Linked DNA regions of Pan troglodytes: region 1 is linked to region 2. Evidence: chromatin contacts called from public Hi-C data. All regions are on one chromosome and are shown on one strand. Each heading gives the region's core, a stretch centred on a gene start, on an enhancer-like site or on the middle of the called end of the contact. The rest is flanking DNA. Distances are from core to core; before and after follow the strand shown.

Region 1 (2,824 bases), core at 291-2,790, 51 kb before region 2:
AGCTTAAATTTAATATGAAAATTTCTTTGGGAGAGTAAAGGTGAGAAATAATTTGAAATCTGATGTTATAATGAAGACACTCTGTAATAGAGACAATCTCCTCTACCGAGTTTTCCAGTTGCTTGTTCCTTTTTCTCCAGGAAGCCTGTCAGGGAACACAGAAGATATTCCTTATCCCTTCAGATCATCTGCTGTGTTTATTTTGTACACAGAATCCACAGGACACACTGGGTCCAGATCCCCTCTGTACACGCTATTTTAATAGCTAAGAATTTCACTAAAAAACCACAATTCTTACAAACTATAATATGATCCCCTCTGTACACACTTAATAGCAAATAATTTCACTAAACAACCATGATTTGGCTGCTGACATGACCAACTCATCCAGAACTTTCCTAATACGCACTTACATTTTTTCTTACCTTACACCACTCCATTAGCACAGCCTACTTTATTAAAATTCAGTCTTTCAGTTTGAGAAAATAAAGGTGGAAGAGTAGATAGCAAAATGCCGTATAAGAAAAAAATAAATTATGAAATATTTTATTTGTTTGACTTGTGTCAAAAACAAGCCACCTAGCACTCAGTATGAAGTTTGCTAAAAATGATAGGTGTGCTAGAGGTTGGTCTCCACTGTCAACAAAGTGCTGTGAGACTCAGTGGTTACCTCCCACTCTGGATCTCAAATTTCCTAATCAGTAAAACAACGATACTTAAAGTGTATTCTCTTTCTAGGGGGAAAAATAATTTTATGAATGCTTCTGGCACTAAATAAAATGCAATGCAAGATAAAAAAACAAGTGGTATTATCAATAGAGTTCAATACATCTACTAATCACTGTCATAAAAATATATCATCTTACACCCTGAAGATTAAATTGACAGCCAGCTGCTATTACTATGATTGGATGTCTTCATACGTCATTTCAATATGTGAAGCTTGCTGAAAATTAGAAACAAAAAAAATTTTAAAAAGCAAAAACAACAACAACAAAAAAAAAGGCTGGGAGCGGTGGCTCACGCCTGTAATCCCAGCACTTTGGGAAGCTGAGGCAGGAGGATCACAAGGTTGAGAGTTCAAGACAAGCCTGGCCAACATGGTGAAACCTCATCTCTACTAAAAATACAAAAATTAGCCAGGTGCAGTGGCGTGCGTCTATAGTCCCAGCTATTTGGGAGGCTGAAGCAGGAGAATCGCTTGAACCCGGGAGGCGGAGGTTGCAGTGGGATGAGATCGTGCCACCGCACTCCAGCCTGGGGCCTGGTGACAGAGCAAGACTTAGTCTCAAAAAAAAAAAAAAAAAAAAAAAAGAAGCAAAAAAAATACAAACAAAAATTGTAAAATGACATCTAAATATTAAAGCACAGAATGTTTTTTAATGTTTTCAATTATATTTAGAAAATCTTCTCAGAATAATGTGTAAACTCTGTAAGGAATGAGTCAGGATGGAATGGCTCACTGAAGACATCTCAGCGTCAAAACTGTCAGAAAAGTCAGGTTTCATCAGCTTCACTCATGCAGAACTAGTTCACAGTGCCCTGGCTGTGGAAGACACTCGGTTGTTTCCCCTTTACCTACTTTTGATGCGTCATCTACCAATCACTGGTGGTCCTGCCTTGCAAGACCCAATCTCTTTGAGCAAGCGTGCTTCCTAAAAATAATCAAACCATCTTTTCCTTTTATGCGATGCTAAGTAGTATCAGCCTACAGATACTTTAAATTATCCTTTCAAATATAGTTTAAATCAATCTTACAAGGGCTAATCAGAATTCTCGAAAACTAATGTGATATTCAGTTTAGTGTTATGTAGAAACGTTGAGAAAAATAAAGTGGGAAAAGTTCTCAGCCCCAAATTTCCAGCGCAATACAACCACTTAACAAAACGAAACCAGGGTGTATCACCATTTTTACAGAGCTATCCACAGGCAACATTTTGAAAGATTATGTTTGGAGTTCCTACACTGAGAAAGAGTTCCAGGTCAGATTTTTTTTTTTTTTTTTTTTGAGACAGGATCTTGCTGCTCTGTCGCTCAGGCTGGAGCGCAGTGGCGCGATCTCGGCTCACTGCAACTTGCGCCTCTCGGTTCAAGTGATTCTCGTGCCTCAGCCTCCTGAGTAGCTGGGATTACCTGTGCACCACCACACCTGGCTAATTTTTGTATTTTTAGTATTTTAGTAGAGACGGGGTTTCACCATGTTGGCCAAGCTGGTCTCAAACTCCTGACCTCAGGTGATTCGCTTGCCTCAGACACCCAAAGTGCTGGGATTACAGGCGTGAGCCACCATGCCCCGCCCCAGATATAGCTTTTAATGCCAACTTTAGGAATATCAACAAGGAGGCCATGGTGAATTCAAACACAATAAGGCAAAGATTCATTACTCTTAGATGAACAAGAGCAAGAGTGAGAATGAAATAAGGAGGGAGGGAGACAGAACAGAGCAAGCAAGGGAGGGAGAGGTGGCGAAGGAACAGAGAAAACGCCTCTCATTTTGAATAAATTCTCTTTTCATCATCCTTAAAACCGCTTTTTCTGAAAATCTACTCCTCCAGACATAATCTTTTTCCTGCATTTTTAACTTATGGAAATTGAAGCCACATATACTGTTCCTTAAACTTCTATAGCAGGACACTGTCAGAGACACACCAGGGTGAAAATATCCCGCACTGTAGGATTTAAATCATACCTCCATTCTGCCCCAAAGTGACAGCAATGAATCGGGAAGCCCAAAGGGTTAGTGTCCCTTGCTCTGTGGTGCTACCAGAGGAACCCAATTTGACCAATAACTGCTGTGGCGACTGGAGTTACTGAGCTGACCTGG
Region 2 (3,094 bases), core at 391-2,890:
CTCCGGCGCATGCGCGAGGCCAAGACAAAGGAATAGGTAATTACAGTCCCGATTCATTCATTTTGCCTGCAGTATACTGGGGGTCTGTTGGCCCGGGCTGTAATCCCGGGAGGTGGGGGTGGGGGGTCGGTCCACAACCCTATAGCAGAAGGCCATTTCGATGCTAGTGTTGGGTTTTAGCCCGCCCCACAGTGCGAGTGGCCGCGGGGGAGACAGAGGTGTTGTCAACCCTGTACAAGGTACTAAAAAATGCACCCATGTGCGCTGTGCTAATTTCAGCAGAGTGAGAATTACATGGGCAAGGGCTGTCCACCGAGTTCGTTTCAAGGCGGAAATGTCTCTGGGGACGCAGATAAGGAGCCTGGCCAAGCGTTCGATGAATATTCATGAAAAGAATGCGGTTTGCAGCCGCGCATTGTGCGTGCGATCGGATCCAGGATTCCGCAATTTTTATTTTTCTGGAAATGGAGGGGAGACGGGGGCGGCGGGAGCAGGAACCGGGCGCCGGGTTTCAGCTTTAGCGCTTTGGGCAAAAGCTGCTCAACCCCAACCCTACGCACCCAGCGGGGCTGAGCCCAGTTAGGGCCGCGCGCTGTCAGGTTCAAGCCCACACCCCCCGGGCCCGGGCCGGGGCCGGGACCCAGGGCGGAGGCGCCTGGCGCATTCTTGGAACCAAAGGCTCGAAAAAACAAACTGCTCCGAGGCAGCCCACGGGTTCGTGGGAAGGCAATTCCGCCACGGACGAGGCTGGGGCTCCGATCTGCTCGGGAGGTGCTTCTGAGTGCACGTCGCCGTGTGAACCTCGTATTCCTTGGCCCCAGAACCAAGATCCAGGAGTCCCATGGGTCGAGAAAACCCGTTTGCCAAAGCAAAAAGCCACCCACTTCCTTCTGATCGGGCCAGATTCCCCATCTTCTTTCTCCCCGGACTCCCGCCCCACCCCACCCCCACCCTCCATCTTTGGCTGCTGCGCCCCTCGCCCCGAGCGCTTTCTCCCAGGCTGGTAAGGGCTCCAATGACGGAAGCGCTCCCTTCAGCCCACAGAACCGTCTCCCCGGGACTCAACGCACTGAGGGGGTTTCGCATTCGGCAATTCCTCCCGTCACCCGCAGCTCCTCTCCCCGACAGCCCCCTCCCCCCAGCTCCGTTTACCAACCTCGCCGCCCCCCTCACCCCTCCACCATGCGAGCGGCTGAAGCCTCCCACTTCTGGGCCCCCCATCACCCGGGATCCCCGAAGTGCGACGGAGCCCTCACAGAGGGACCCCAGGCCCTTGCCGTCCAATCCGGGCCCACATCCCCGCTGCCCGCTGCACGAAGGGAGAGCCTGGGGGCTGCGGGGCGGGGCGCGGCGCGGTGGGGGACGGAGGCCCCCGGGTCCGCGGCGGCGCGGGGCCACCGGGCGCGCCTCCTTACCGGCTCTGGGTGCCTGTGCAGCCCCTGGGTTAGCGCGGTGCCGCCAAGAGGCCGGGGTCGCTGGCGTCGTCTGGCTGGTGCCTGGCCGCTGGCGGAGGCTCTCTCCCGGCTCGACGGCGGAGCCCGGAGCGAGGAGCCAGTTGGAGCGCTGCCGCCGCCGTCGTCGCCGCTGCCGCTACTGCCGCCGCCGCCGCCGCTGCAGCCTCTGCATTTCTCGCGCTCGCTCCCCCTCCCCTTCCTGCCCAGTGCCCTCCCCCCGCGCGTCCGCCCGCCCAGCCTCCCTCCTCCCGCGCTCCCCGCCCGCCTCTCTCCCCTCCCTCCAGCCCGGCGCCCCGCCCGTCTCCTCTCCACCCCCTCCAGCTCCGTGCTCCCCACCCCCTGCACTCCCTCTGCTCCCCTCCCCTCCCTCCGGCGCAGACCCTCCCCTCTCCCCTCTAGCCTGGACACGCCCGCCTCCCCTTGACTCCCCCCAGCTCTAGGCCCCCACCTCCCCTCCCCTCCAGCACAGTCACCCCCATTTCTCTCCTATCCTCCATCCTGGTTCCTCCCTTCCCCCCACCTCCCAACTCTGTGCCCCGCCAACGTTTCCTAAATGCCCTCTATTCAGATCCCCCCTCCGCCTCCCCTCTCCTCTCCTCCATTCCTGCGTCCCCCTTCCCCCGCCGCGCCGCCTGGGCTGTCCGTGGGCTTCTCTCTCTCTCTCTCTCTCTCTCACTCTCTCTCTCTGTCTCTCTCTCTCCCCCTCATTTATTTGGAACCGTTGGATAAGAAGGGCTCGGGCTGTCGCTCAGACTTAGGGAGCTGTCTCGAGGTGATGAATGACACCCCCTGGCACCAGCTACCCTTCTCAGACCCCAGTCCAGCCCGCTCCCGACGTCGACTACGATTCCGCTACCTCGGCGGGCAGCGAGGTTGGGGTGAGCCCCAGCTGCAGGCGCGTCTGGGCTGCGCCGCTGCAAACGAGTTGCGCACCTTGGGCGGCTGCGCACCTTGGGCGGCTCCGCACCTGCACCCGCACCCGCGGGGCTGAGCCCCGAAGGCTGCAGCTTCGGGGGAGGCGCGGTCGCCGAGGTCCAGCTGGTCGGGCGAGAGACGTCGCCCCTCGGAGGATGCTCTCGGAACTTGGGAGAGGAAGGAGGGAAAAGAAGAGGGGAAAGGGGCCGTCGATGTTTTTGATGTCTGTGCTTTAATGGAGGCCACCAATATTGAGAAGACAGGGTTGGCCGAGGCAACCCGCACGCTGCTACTCGCGAGCGCTCGAGTCAAAGCTAGGGCCAACCGCGGCTTGTCCGGTGCCCTGGGGGGCGGACACTTGGTTTAGCACCGGGACACAGAATAGCCACCGGGGTAGGAAGATGCGTTCACTTTGCTTACCTGTTGGCAAGAGGGACATACAAAAATAACGTAACGTGACATCGTTGACAACGGTAGCTCTTTGATTACACAAAAGCCAATTTTACCTTCCCGCAAACGCCAGTTGACGCCTTTGGAACTTTTATTTGCGGCATTTTGGCGCCCTCTGGCTGTGTTTGGATCGCTTTCATGCTCGCCTGAGTCCCAGCCAAGAAAAAATCGATGGAGTTGCAGGTTGTCCTCAGGATGGTTCTGCCCTCATGACCTGGGCGCGAATTCAGGGACAAGGTGGCCCTCCAGAACCGGAGTGACAAACTGTAACCATA

What was found. Hi-C and Micro-C count contacts between places; a contact is called where the count stands out from the background.
Region 1: a contact with region 2 is called in a Hi-C map of a lymphoblastoid cell line, with 2.7 times the contacts expected there. The contact joins the enhancer-like site here to the promoter of BASP1 in region 2. A contact is called at or near these places in 2 of 7 Hi-C or Micro-C datasets (a lymphoblastoid cell line and stem cell-derived neural progenitor cells) and 1 of 1 datasets of contacts at active chromatin or transcription factors (stem cell-derived excitatory neurons).

Annotation. Positions count from the first base shown.
Region 1 is chr4:17,917,132-17,919,955 of NHGRI_mPanTro3-v2.0_pri, reverse strand. The region is part of intron 1 of BASP1 (brain abundant membrane attached signal protein 1); the gene reads right to left. Among named protein-coding and RNA genes, the nearest start is that of BASP1, 51 kb to the right of the region's middle. Within about 2 kb of position 1,540, at least 2 of the 24 cell types and tissues checked have an H3K27ac peak or open chromatin away from gene starts, as enhancers often do. A contact at or near this core is called in a lymphoblastoid cell line, where this site is marked.
Region 2 is chr4:17,866,299-17,869,392 of NHGRI_mPanTro3-v2.0_pri, reverse strand. It overlaps BASP1 (brain abundant membrane attached signal protein 1), which reads right to left and starts at 1,640. Exons shown (of 2, transcript XM_016952979.4): 1 at 1,416-1,640.